Regions from separate parts of the Zea mays genome. Here region 1 is linked to region 2. The links are chromatin contacts, called in public Hi-C maps. All regions are on one chromosome and are shown on one strand. Each heading gives the region's core, a stretch centred on a gene start, on an enhancer-like site or on the middle of the called end of the contact. The rest is flanking DNA. Distances are from core to core; before and after follow the strand shown. Region 1 holds the start of LOC100191409. Region 2 has its middle 8.6 kb from the start of LOC103625842.

The links. A called contact is a pair of places that touch in the nucleus more often than the background predicts.
Region 1: a contact with region 2 is called in a Hi-C map of tassel, with 2.5 times the contacts expected there. The contact joins the promoter of LOC100191409 here to the enhancer-like site in region 2. A contact is called at or near these places in 2 of 25 Hi-C or Micro-C datasets (endosperm and tassel).

The regions. Positions count from the first base shown.
Region 1 is chr5:6,260,280-6,267,593 of Zm-B73-REFERENCE-NAM-5.0, forward strand. LOC100191409 reads right to left here and starts at 4,506. Exons shown (of 4, transcript NM_001136843.1): 1 at 4,229-4,506; 2 at 4,071-4,140; 3 at 2,540-3,865; 4 at 1,600-2,431. The coding sequence starts at 4,338. The coding sequence ends at 1,889. LOC100278213 reads left to right here and starts at 560. Exons shown (of 1, transcript NM_001371747.1): 1 at 560-1,692. The coding sequence starts at 646. The coding sequence ends at 1,560.
Region 2 is chr5:5,944,643-5,951,676 of Zm-B73-REFERENCE-NAM-5.0, forward strand. No RefSeq gene overlaps it. Among protein-coding and RNA genes, the nearest start is that of LOC103625842, 8.6 kb to the left of the region's middle. Within about 2 kb of position 2,124, at least 15 of the 20 cell types and tissues checked have an H3K27ac peak or open chromatin away from gene starts, as enhancers often do. A contact at or near this core is called in tassel, where this site is marked.

The DNA of each region.
Region 1 (7,314 bases), core at 3,256-5,755, 320 kb after region 2:
ATGGTTTGAAGTTTGAAGAGACGAGAAGAGAGCGAGCGAGGAAGCGAGCTGAGCCTTTCTCCCAGGCGGCCGGGCCCAATCCAATTACCCAACTGCGGCTTAGGCAGGCTCCAACAAGACCCTCTAAAGGGTCCTGTACCCTAAATTTAGAGGACGGTCAGCAACGTCTTCTAAACGGTCCTCTAAATTTAGAGAATGCTGCTGGATTCTCTATATGTAGAGTTTCTCTAAACAGTTCTCTATCTATTTGAATACTTTAAACAACCGGTTTAATAAAACTAAAATATGTATAATACATTTGAGAGTATGACAAATACGTATGTATAAAAATTAAAAAATTAAAAATGTCTTTAATATTGGTATTTATATATAGAGGACGTGATTTAGAGGACGTTGTTGGAGAGAAAGTAGATATAGGAGATGAAATCTTTTAGAGAAGACTGTAAAGGACGGATATAGAGTATATAGAGAACGTTGCTGGAGACAGTCTTATCCAGCTTGGGCTCGGGTATCCCGTATTTCTGTCGCGTACTACCGTACTCGCGTCCTCATTAAAAAAATCTTCAGGAAAAAAAGAGAAAATCTTCAATATCTGCCTGCTCCTCGTCTCCACCTGGACCGCTGGACCTCACGCCACCGGCAAACATGCTGATTTCTCCAAGACTTGCAGCACCGGCCGCCTCCCGGACCTCCCCCTCTCTCCCCACCACCACGCCCACACGTCCAGGTATCCGCGGTCGGAGGCGAAGCGGTTTCGACGCACCGGTCGACGCGGCATCCCTTCACCACGGCGACCGTACCCGCCCGGCGCTCCGCTTCACATACCCCGCACCCTCCGCCTCTGTCACGACTACCAGCTCACCGGAGCCCATCGATTGCCGATTGGACAGCGATGAGCTCGGAAGGCTGTACCGAGAACACAACCCTGAGGCCGCCGTTAGCTTGCTCGACGAAATGCTCCAACGAGGCAGCGCCGAACAACTCGAGCCGGAGGAACAGGCCGCACTCCTCCAGGCCTGCGCCGACACGCGGTCGCTGCCCTCGCTCAGGCGCGCCCACCGCCTGCTCACTTCCACGTCGGGGTCCGCGATTCCCGCGCCCGTCCTGCACAGGATCGCCACGCTGTACCTCAAGCTCGGCGCCCGCGGCGACGCGCGGCGGGTCCTCGAGGAGCGTACAAGGCGGCGTCCGGCGAGGGAGGACGACGCGGCGGTCCAGGCCAAGCGGCGAGAGGCGTACACTAAGGTGCGGGAGCTCCACGCGCAGATCCGCGCGGCAGGGTACGTGCCGGACACGCGCTACGTGCTCCACGACATCGACGAGGACGCCAAGGCCCGCGCGCTCATGTACCACAGCGAGCGCCTGGCCATCGCCTTCGGGCTGGTGAGCACGCCGCCCGGGACGCCGCTCCGCGTCATGAAGAACCTCCGCATCTGCGGCGACTGCCACAACGCCGTCAAGCTCATTGCCAAGGTCACCGGCCGCGAGATCGTCGTCAGGGACAACAAGCGCTTCCACCATTTCAAGGACGGCGCCTGCTCCTGCGGAGACTACTGGTGAGGAAGCCTTCACAGCTAGCACGCACAAAGGTTACATTCTCCATAAAATGTTTGTAAATTCGTAACACTTGTTAGTGGCGAGAGAAGGATCAAAGAATTGGTTGAGCCAACTTGTAGAAGCATTGGCCAGCAACATCACCGACTTCCAAGTACGATTTGTGCGCTGCAACTGCAAACTGCAAATATGCAATTGAATGATCGAACATGGAAAAGGACACAATAACTGCGCAGGCCGCAGGGGAAACTCAGGGAATTTTTCACAAATCCAAGGAAAGAATCAAGAGAACAGAACAATGAACTCGAAGCTAGGATGTGCAATGGCTAAGAACTCAGGGGCTCTGCTCAATGCGTGGCCGGCGAGTCCGTGCCACCACCGTCCGCTGCTGCGACTGGCAGACCTGCGCCGGGAACTTGCACCCGAACCGCTTCGTCACTATCGCGCCCCACCTCCCATCCGCCGGCGGCACAGACGGCGCTCCCCTATCCACCGGTGCCCCGCCTCGCCGGTCCATCTTGTCGATGGCTTTCCTCATGCTCGTGCACTCGCGCTCGAGCTCCTGCACGCGGTTCCGCATGCTGTCCATGTCGAGCCGCAGCATCTGGTTGCCCCGTGCCGCCACGCGCCATGTACCGCCGCCGTCGCTCTCACCGCCTTCCTCCCCTGACCCGGCTGCGCCGCCTTCGTTCGCCATGATCGTCTGAGCGATGGCCCGGCGCAGCTGGAGCTGCTCGAAGAAGAGCACCTGCACGACCGTCCGCAGCGGCAGCCGTTCGTTCTGCGCCGCGTGCGTGCAGGCCTCCAGCGTGAGCTTCCGCCCGTCCACCACGCCGCTCACCTTCTCCTTCTCTTCTTCACTCAGACCCGGATGAGCCTGCAGAGAGACGAGCCAAAACAAAACAAGCATTCATCACTCGTCAGCACCGGCATTGTTTCACAAGCTAGCGAGCCAGAAGATAACAAGAACGCGCTGCTCCCTCGCCTTGAGGTAGATGTCGACAGCTCGGTAAAGGCCATCATCGTACACGCGGGCGCCGTCCGGCAACGCCCAGGCGAGGTCGCAGAATTTGTCCGGCTTCAGGTTGGCATCTGTCGCGATCTCCCCCAAGTAGGCATCCACCAATCTCCCCACGGACAGCATGGCTCGTCGGCTAGCCTCTCTGCCTGGCGTCTCCGCCTCGCTGCCCTCCTCTTCGTTGCCCTCGTCAGCGACGTCACGACCTTCGAGGAAATACCGCACGATGCGCTCGACGCCGTCCACGTCGTAGAGCGTCTCCACGAGGTACGAGTAGCTCGGGATGAGCAGGTCATCGACGGCCGCGTCGGGCAGCCGCGCGGCGATGCGCCGCTCAAGCATGTCCCGTGACGCCTCCGACGCGTGGAGGATGCTCGCCGTGCGCAGGAGACCGAAGAGGACGCGCGCCGTGGTGGCGCCCACGGCCGTGCCGGTGTGGGCGGTGCTCTTGATGGTTTCCTCTGGGAGGTTGGCAATGACGGTCTCGAGAAGCGCCTTCTGCTCCTCCACATCGGACGAAGGCGGCGCAGCGGCAGTGCCCCCGCCGCCGCCGACATGCCTGCCGGTGCGCGACAGCCCGGGGATGGACCGCTTAGCGTACGCAATGAGAGCCCCCTCAATGACCTCAGGGCCGACGCCGCGCTCCTTCATGGCGGCAATGACACGGGTGAACGTGGCCAAGGACAGGCCAGCGAGGTCGTCGGACCAGGTGGCCCCGGCGGCGGCGGCGGCGTTCTTGCGGCGCTGGCGTTCGCCGGCCCTGTCGTCGTCGGCGATGGGCCAGCCGAAGAGTGCCGTGGGCGTTGACGCGGCGGCCTTGGCGGCGACTGCGTCCACGCAGCGCGACACGAGGCCGAGGTCGTCGGCGAGGGGGAGCAGGCCCTCGCAGGACTTGAGGGCGCGGATGGCATCCCTGGGGTTCCTCAGCACGGTCTGCGATATGAACCGGTCGGCGCGGGAGACGAGGTTGTCGTCCGAGTGGTCGTCAGACATGCCGAGGCGCTCGGCGGCGCAGCGCAGCGGCGCGGCCGTGGCCGGCGTGAGGTCGAGCTTCACGCCGTAGCAGAACTTGGCGGCCAGCTCGAACGCCTCCGCGCCGCCGGGGAACTCCAGGAGGTGGATGCGGTGCACGCCCGCCTCCTCGTCCTCCTCCAGCACAAGGTCCGCTTCCTCCTCTCTGATCTCCCCCACATCCTCTTCTTGCTCTGCTCCTCTGCCTCTCCGGCTGGCCTCGCGCGACTCCTTGTTCGTAATGAGGTCGTGAAGCTTCTTGCTCCTCGACATTAACGGGAACTGCACGAAAGGCACCGGATTCAGCAAACTTTTGGGATCAAATCAAAGAGTGCCGAAATTTCCCCGCTTTTGACAGCTCGAGACTAGGAAATGGGGCCACACCAACGAACTCACGGCAGAGACATTGACAGCATATGGAGATGGGGTAGAGATTGAGTTGTTCAAAAAAAAAAGAATTGAAGAACTGGAGGCAAGATTCACCAACCTTGTGGAGATGAAAGGTCATGTCTCCCACCTCGATCACTACATCGCTGGGCAATCCTGTGGTGCAGAACCTGACGAGCACAGACTTGCAGATGAGAGATCACGCAGCAACAAATCGCCACACAGGCAAAAGGACACGGGAGCAATTGCTTTGCTTACCATGCTTGGCCTTTGGAGCTGGCCGCCGACGCCGCCGCCGCTGCCACCGGCGGCGGTTGCGGATGCTCCCGAGCCATCTCCCGTGTGTTCTTCCTCCTCCCCTGCATCATGGAACGATCCTCTCCCTCAGGAACCGCACCAGACAGGCATTTCTTGGGAGGAGCAGGCGAGCAGCAGGACCGTGGCCCGTGGGAGTCAGGGAAGGGGAAGCTCGCTGCACTCGCAATAATGGTGTCCGACCTATCCCGGTGTTTTGTTTTAGGTGGGGAGGAGTAAAGGATTCCTCCAACTTCCAAGTGGGGGAAGACGAAGACAAGATGGCGTTTTTGGTTTTTTTTGAACGCTGTTGGGCTTGCCTCAAAAGCACCTATCCTCCATCACCATCAGCCCTTTGTTTATCCACCCCTCCGTCCGTACTCGCTTTCTCCCTTGTTTAACTAACCACTGGTTTAGTACAGTTCCTCCCTGTAAGATCATCTCTAATGATCCTGGCTTGCTGCGGGACCAATTCACGCGTTTGGTGTGCCCTGACCTGGCCAAATCCGTGAAAATGTTCCAAACATCTCATGCAAACCATCGATTCAAAACAGCTGATCTCGCGGCCTCGCCAGTCGCCACCAGTCTTGCCTGTGTGCCTGCAGGTCGAAATAATAAATGAGGAGGCGTGATGCGGTCATGAATGCCGGAGGTGGCTGTCGCTGCCTTTCATGTCCATGGTGCCCACCGCCGCCGCGCATGAGATGAGAGAGGACATGTCTACAGGAGGGGATCACAAAGGCAACAGCTCTGGAAGGTGAGCCCCAGATCTCCGTCTCCCGCCTGAAAAAAACGAGGGGCTTCTGTGCCGCTACCAGCAGGCACTCGTGCCTGTGGACGCTGGTGGCATGCGTGTCAGGCTAGTGCGTGGGCGTGCCGCGTGCCCTGCGGCTCCTGGTGATGGGCCTGTGCGCCTGGCCGTGGCCCGTGGCATGGCAGGTACACAGTGTTGGAAAACTTAAAAGGTACATACTCCATCAAAGGTAGAACTATATATAAATAAATATATACTCCCACGTAACAAAAAAGATATTATTATAGATCTATTTACGCCTTCATCTTTTACGTGTTTTTATAGTATTATCTAATAAGTGAAACCGGCTCTCCATATCTCCTCACGTCACTACTTTTTTCGTGAAGGTTAGAATATCATATCAGGGATCCGACGTGTATTAGTTTTTAACATATTATTAGCATGCTCTACCACAAACTCAGATCTAACTAACATAGTGACATCAACTCTCCATCACGCCTAAAGACGACAATGGGTACAAAATACCTCTATGGCCATAAACAATAGACCCGATGGATAAGGATACATGTGTGTGGATCTGCTCGTGGGCACTGACGTGGGTACATCTAACCTCACTGCTATCAACTAGCGCGAGAGGGAAATGTTATACGTGCACCCACAAATACGACATGCCCGCTCCATCCCCCACCCATCTCCGCTTCCATACACCCTCGTCGGTATCTAGAGGCATTTTGTTCGTTGCCATATATAGTCACATTGTTAGGATCTAGGTCTTGTTGAACTATTCTACACAACATGCTTTATTGTTTTTGAATCATCAACAACAATTGACTATGATATAGATTGATTGTGACGATTTTACATAATCTAGTACAATGAATGGCTTGCACTATAATGACCTTATAGTAAGAAAATTATGTTTGTTGTTTTCTCGTGTGATTCTTATGATGTTTAGATTTATTATAGAACTTCGTATTGTTGCTCTTTACTTTTGAGATGCAAAATGTCAGCCTATTACCCAACATTGTTGCTGCAAGACGTTACCCAACATTGTTGCTGCAAGACGTTACTGTCGTTGCTTGCCAATGCACTAGTTACAATATGTCATCCCACCGCATGCCCAAGGGCACCACCGCCGCAAACTCTAAACATGTGCCCTATTGCTGGTAATCATGTCCCTATGGGCCACACCCCTCGTTACTGATCACCAAGGATTACAAGACTACCCACCTCCACGCCCTGTTGTGGTTCGTGGTAGGTTGCTTCCGCTGCATTTTGTTTTCTCATTCCTCTTTCCATGTTGAGCATTTGATCATCCTTTATGTATTTAACCCTCCTTTACATTGGCTGCCATTATTGCCCAAACTTAAATGTGGATCTTATCAAGCTCATTCACATTACAAGAGTATATGTTATTTCACTAGTTGTCTCAATTACCAAGCTCATTCACATTGTGGCGTATGACGAGTCACGTCTACAAGTCATGTGGTTTCAAAATCAACAAAAATCTCACTATTATCTACTAGGACAATGCACCATATCTTGTATAAATGCAAACATGTTATATCAAAAGCAATATGGTGAAGCATATAACTCTTAAAGTTTTCTATCCTTATGAACTCCAAAGGCATGGTGAGGTGAGTACCGTGTAGGACAAATCTTATTAGAATCTAACTTATTTGTTAACTATGTCCTTACCAACAACTACATTTAGAAAATATATATGGACTGTTGGCATGAACATGTATGAGAGATTAACGAGGTTCATGGGCGAGATATATCTGACGATAATTCTAAGTTTGGACCTATAAGATCTTGCAAACCTAAAGACTGATATGTCATAGAGACTAATGTTATACTATTTTTCTTACTGTAAGTTTTTCTAAAGTTGGTGTTGGCACCGATCTGGGCGCCAAACACTAGAACGAACCACCTGACGGTGTTCTATCCAGAGGTGCAGATGGTCCGCGACACAGGGCCGGACGGTCTGCGACCTGTGCGCAGGAGCAACTCCTCCTCTGCGTACATCCGAATGATCCGCGATGGCGTAGAGGGTCGTCTTATTCGTAGCAGAGCTAGATCTCACCTCCCGGGAGGGACCCCGTCGAGAAAGAGAGATCCTACGGTGTGTCTTGGTGTCGACAAATCAACCAAGACGCCTCTAGTCGATATAGAGCCGAAGAGAGGCGAATATTCGAGGTAGAGGAAGTCTAAACTAGGGCTAAACTAGGACTACTCCTAATTCATAAGGTAAAAACGAAAAGTAGAGTTGATTGGATCGATTGTGGGGCTTCAA
Region 2 (7,034 bases), core at 874-3,373:
TCCCGCCTTCGGTTCGCGCGGAGCCTGGCTACGGCGTACGACTTGCATGCAGGGAGCCTGTTTGAGGAGATATGTAAACCAAACAAACAATGCTTTAAGACTCCGCGGGTTCAAGTGCATGAGTAGAGAAGCCAACCAATCACGTTGTATGTGTACAACATGGTTAGTCAGTTGGGAAAGAAAGTGAGAATAGATAGTGAATATATATAGAAAATAATATTTTATGGTTATATTAAGATATAGAGGAAGAATTTAGAGGGAACCACAACGGAAAGGGAAAAATTAGAAGGGGAAATCTAGATGATGTGGATGCATAGTAAGATATAGGGGGAAATTTAGAGGGAACCGTTGTGGATAGCCTTATTTACGCTATGGGCACCGTGCAGGCTTAGGCTGGCACGCAGGACAGTAAAAGCGCACAGCTATAATATAAACGCTGTGTAGTTGGCAGCGGGCAACCCTTAGTACAAAACCCGGCCTGTGGATCTTATCCTCAGCAAATAACCTAGTTTCAAAACTCTATTTTTTCAATAGATTCTTATTTTCTCAATGTAAACTAAACTATTTTTTAGTAAAATAAAAAACCTTTAAAAAATTGAGGTTTCCAAACTAACCCTTAAAGAAATATTTCACAGCACAATTAAGCCATAAAATTTCTGGCACTCCAGTCTGGTAAGGCATTCCGTATGAAGTACTCCATATCTGCGCGTAGCAACCGAACCAACGTCCAGTAAAAGGCAGGGCAAGCAAGGTAGGACTGTATTCTTCTCCTCTCCTACACTTCAAACATGTGTTAGATTTGACTAATGTAAAATATATCATAGTTATATCATAACATATAATAAATTATAGTATTATAAACTGTGATTTTTAAAAACCGAGTTCTCAAACAAGCCCTGTCTTGTCGCGTGCTGGAGGTATGCCATTCTTTGACGTTAACACACTTGTGATAAAAAAAACGATTTTATAACAACAGTGTTTATTTTTAAATCATATTAATTACTTTTATATTTTTTTAATCTTGTCAATTTGCATTAGGAATCTATTCTTTCCCACGTTCTTGCAGTTGCATGTTTAGATTAACGTGATACATATTTGTGCGGCTATGGATAAAAACGATCAGGATGGTTCAAAATAACCTCTCTTCTGGTTTTATTTTCACATTTTATTTTGAAAATATTATAAAATATGGGACCATCGAAAACGACAATTGACGAAAATGAATAAAAACGAACGAAACAAATCGATAATGGATCAGAATCAGGCGTAAAAATTGAAAAATCTTCTCATAGAGTATAAATACAAAGTAGCATTATAATGAATTCAAACATCTCGTGTATATATATAAAGATAATATATTATAATATACATTTAGCTAACAAAGAAAATGACTAATTATGTATTACATTGTTACAGTGTGACATAGTCGTCTATAATTTATTCATTGTATTGTCTAAAAGGGGATATTATATACAGATAAAAACAATATATCCCGACTAAAATAGGAAAACCGAAAACAACCCATACTATTTTTGTCCCATTTTCACATTTATCTAAAACGAAAAAACAAAAACGGTTAGAATGTCGACAAATACAATTTCGAATGCATCAATGTGAAATCTATGTGGAACAAAATGGGATATAACATGTGCGATGAGATCATATTTTTAGTTCAAGAAGATGAAGAGTTGATCGAGATCATATTTTAGTGGAGGAAGAGATGGCAAATTCTTTAAAATAGTTTTAAAAAATTTATAAAAAATGTACACTGAGTCGATTTTGGAAATTGTAACGGCCTGCGCCGGCGTTTTTTTTTTTTTTTTTTTTTTTTTTTGTAACCGTCGGAGTCTCTAACAGATGGAGCCGTGGACGAAAGACACGGAAAAACGGGATACCTGCCGCAATGCCCCCGCCCACTCGCGGGGGCGGCTCTGGCGCGCCGCGCGCGCACTACTGTGATATGACCGGCCGGAAGTAGAGATGAGGCGGCGGAGTGTTCCCGGCTTTCTGGCGGTGCGATGCCGGCCGCGCGTGCTGATTTTCCGACAGCCCAACTTGCGCTATGTCACAGTGACAGTAGAAAGGACGTGAAGACAGAACGGAGGGACATGGCGCCGCCCGCCCTCCTCTAGTCCTCTGTCCAGATGTTGCAAGACGACATGGAGTGAGGGGGCAGGGCACGCTCGGGAACAGTGCCATCGGTCATCCCTGTTAAGAAACGTTATCAGCACGACTGCTCTTGTAATCCAGGAAGTTCACAAAGCTAAGGAATCTAAGTCACACAGCCGCATGCAGGGATAAGCGGATCATGTCTACTGGTGCGTTGCAAGCATTTTTTTTTGTTAACATTTATTTGGTTAGCAAGGTCTTTTGTCGTTTGTTCTTGCTTTGAGCATGCAAAGCAGCAGCCACCGCGTGCTGTTCACGCAATCACACGAGCAAGCAAACTGCAATGGTGCTGCGGCGACGAGCATGTGCGAGTGCGGTACAGCCAGCATCGCACCACGAGTCCACGATGAAGGCAAGCAAGAAGGCTGCACTGCTGCCGTGACCATGAACAGGCACGAGTCGCAGGCACAACTGCCGTCGGAACACGCCACAGGCTTCCACGCAGGCCGCCGTCGACGCTGCTACGCCGCGAGCAGGCCGGGCTCACGGGCACCGACGCCGCCGCACCCGAGCAAGCAGGCGCGAGCACGTGGGCACAGCCCCGCCGCCACTTCAGGCCGCGCCGCCGCAAGTCGAAGAAACCACAGGTCGTCGTTAAGAGCCATAAGAATGCAGAAGAAAGAGAAGGAGATAGTGGTTCGGACGGGCAGGCCGAGCAGGGCTACCACCGTCAGCAGGTCATGTCGCCATCACATCTCGCAAGCGCTGCCACCACGCCGCCCCGCAAGCAGGTGTGCGGGCGCGCCGCCTCACAGCCTGGCAGCACGAGTCTCGCCGCCACGCCACCTAGGCGTGCGCGCGAGCGAGCGCATAGCCGCCGCTTCCTCACCGTGCAGGCACGCGGGTGCACGGGACCCAAGCTGCTGCCGCCACCACCCTGGAGGAAGGCAGGCACGGCCGCCGCCGCCGCCGCCCCCTGTCCCTTTCGCGGGAATAAGATTAGAGGAAAGAGAAAGAAAAGTAAAAAAGGAAGAGGGTTAGATAACCCTAAAAACATCACAGAATGGGCCTTCTTGGGCCAGAATTCGCAGGCCTATTCATGAATTGTCCTTTTTATTCTTTTATTATATATATTGAATCATAGAGAAAAAAATCAAGAATAATCATGAATATGCTGAAAATAATGAGAAATATTTTCATGCAATAATTGGGATCAGAATTATTCCTTATTTATGCATTTATATATCATACTATTTATTTAGCGTGCAATTGTAATTCTTTTCCTCAAGCATTTGAATTATGAATTTCTATTACTTCTGTACATTTGTTATATTTATCTCTATAGTGCAATTGGAACTTACAAGAAGTAATTTTCCTTGTTCTATAGATGTATATTTACTTATACAGTAATGTATTTATATTTATATATAAAAGTATAAAAGAAGGTCTAGAATGCTTTGAAATTTACAACAAGTAAATATGAAAGCATATTATAGAGGAATCCAAAAGTATACCACATGAAGCATTCCATGTTGCATTTTATGCATATGACGTGAAGCACGTGGAATATTCATGCATATTAGTAAAAGGCACATTACATATTGCGGAATTTCTACATGAAGTAATGGACTCAGTTTTTATTTTCTCGAAAGTATATGGAGCATTTTCTAGAATGTATGGATAATTACATCCAGGATATCCGAAATAACAAGAAGTGTTTTTGAAAAAAAATGAAAATTGCAAATATACATGTGTAAGCGTTGATAATGGCATAAACAGATCATGGAGTTGAAGGTAATTTTATGGTATTATTACTTTTATACAATACATTTATGAAATTGCTAGTGCTACTATTTTTCATTGCTATTGAATTTCATGAGAAGCATATCATATACCACTTATAGGATGGCAACTGCTTTGTATATATTTCAAACTACGAAAATACGAGCAATTTTCAGTATTTTCTCCACATGACATATGAATGCACCATCGTTGCTGACTGGTAGTCGCCGACAAGAAGTCGATCGAGGTGTGACATATAATTGTTGCTGATTTGAAATCGCCGACTTTTACGTCGATCAATTAATATGCACAAGTCACATGCGTGGACGTATGGTTGATAACTCCCTTTACCTAGTTGAAAATATTTAACAAGAAGTGTAATACTATCATATAAACAACAGTAACCATTTATACGAACCATAGAAGGTCATCTTGTTGTTTTACTATGCACAACCTCTTACCTCATGCATATCCAAATTTAGTCTTATGAATCGCCAAATGAAAGCACACTAACTTGGTTTATACCAAAGTAAGTTTATGATCGAACATGCAAGTAGTAAGTCATTGACACTATGAATACTCTATCATGAAGAAATACCCCCTTGCCCCTAATCGTATAAAAACCACATGAAGTGGATTGGAGAAGAAAATACCCCAAACAATAGTATTGAAATTAGAATCAATATTTATTTTGAATGATCTTTTATAAATGATCAACATCTCTTGCATCATTTTAGAATTGTGGTTGTAAATATTGTATGAATTAGAAAGCCACGAAGAGTAGACCCGTTTTGGCAAATAATTTCCAACTTTTGAAGAGAAGGTCACATTTTCTCATCATTATATATGAATCTTTACTTAGTATTTATTTGAAATACAATCGATGTTTGTTTCCACTTTGTATGGAATATTGCATTTACTCGATTATTATGAAGCACAAAAGTAATATAGAAGCGTATGAATCATCTCTTAAATACTATGAAAGTATCCGACTGATATAAAATGTCGAAAGAGATATCGACACAAAAGGAATTTTTAAGAAGAGTGCATCCAAGCGGGCCACGAAGGCTACCCTCTATAATGTCATTTGAAAGTTCCCTTTGCCCGGGAACAGGATCTGGATGTCGCCTAGAGGGGGGGGGTGAATAGGCAAATAAAAATTATCACTTTATAACTGGAAATTCTTACTCTACTCGAAGGCTGGATCGCAGTGGAATGAAGGACCCTTCGAGTAGGTTGCAGCGGAATTGAAGTCCCTGTCTTAAAATACCCTGCACTTCGAAGACAGCTTATAGCACATATAAATATTGAAGTGCAAGTATAAACAACAAATAAGACAGAGAAACAGCACACAGCACAGAGCAGAGCACACAGACACAGGGATTTATCCCGAGGTTCGGCCAAGCCTGAAATGCTTGCCTAGTCCTCGTTGGAGTTAGCCACACCTTGGCTTGGAGTCTATTTCAACTCCTTCCTCCGTTTGCTCAGATCTGTCGGGCGACAGATAGAGCCTTCCACTATGTTGATATCAGTTACAACGATGTTGTGGCTGCTTACAATCTTCTCAACAGCACTCCGACAGAGTAACAATGCGCTCAAGATTTTGCTCTAGCTCTCAGCAGCACTTCCCCTCTCTCTAAAGGCTTATAACTTCGCCTCTACACAAACTAGAGAGATACACAAGAGAGGGAGAGAAAGAATTGATCCAAATGGTGTATGGACTTGTTGGCTGCACTTGTGTGCTTGTTTGAGGCGCCTAGGGGTCCCTTTTATAGCCCCAAATGGCCTAGGAGCCGTTGGAGCTTCATTTGGAAGCTCCCAGCCTTCCCTGGTTGCGGGTGCACCGGACTGTCCGGTGGCGCACCGGACAGTGAACAGTAACGGATCTGATTGGCAGTTTCCTTCTCTGGAACAGCTAGCCGTTGGTGCACCGGACAGGGACTATTCACTGTCCTGTGCACCGGACACAGCACTATTCACTGTCCTGTGCACCGGACGCAGCGACTATTCACTGTCCTGTGCACCGGACATGTTACTATTCACTGTCCTGTGCACCGGACAGAGTTACTATTCACTGTCCTGTGCACCGGACAGCTACTATTCACTGTCCTGTGCACCAGCCAACAGCACACTAAGTGATTTTTCCTCCGTTCTTTCTCCGTTTGACTTCAACTTTTGAGAGGATTTTCCTGAGACTTAAACAAACACATTTAGAGTATAATCCAATTGATTTAGTCCTAGAAACTTACATCTTTCTTGTTCTTCTCCTAGCTTTTCTGTTTCTCCTCCAACAGAGCTCAGAATGGTACTTTCTCTACAGAAAGAGTTAGAGAGCAAACCAAAGCACCAAATTTGTAGTAAGAGGTGTATGCAACATGGTTGAACACTCAAACCTTACATACTTAACCTTTTTCACCATTTTACCCAATTTGGCATGTTTGAGGTCGATGTTGGACTTTAAACCATTAAGTCAACTTGACTTGATCTAGATTGACATATCTGAGTTCCAACTCCCTTGTTCATTTCTCGAGATTGATCTTGAGCCTTATGACTTACACCACATAACTGTAGCTGTTGCCTCATTGGTTGTAAGTCACGTCCTTATGTAGTGATCCTTGATGTGCCGTAGCTGTTCTCAACTCGATCACCCTTGACTTTGCAAGCCTTCTTCTTCACCCTTGGCTTTGGGTTCCTCAGCCTTCTTGACCTTCTCCCATGCACTTGCTACCTCGAAGCTCTTCTTGCCTTCGTCCTTGGCTTGATCAGTTGTCTCCGAGCTACGCACCCGAGTATCACTTTTGCAATGTCCATCTTACTTGTGATGCACATTATCTATCATCATCTAGTCCTTGGACCATCACACTTGTTCACTTGTTGAACCTTGTTAGCTTTACCTTAAGCACCTGTTCAACACTTAGTACACTTGTTAGTCCTTTAATTGAGTTGTCATCCAAACACCAAAACTCACAAGAGAGCTTTCAATCTCCCCCTTTTTGGTGATTGATGGCAACACAATTAAAGCTTACATAAGAATAAGATTTGAAGCACAAATTTTGAATTCTAAGTTTATAGAATGCTCCCCCTAAATATGTGCTTACTTCAAAAACATAATTTTGGCCTCAGACGCCAATTTGCACATACTT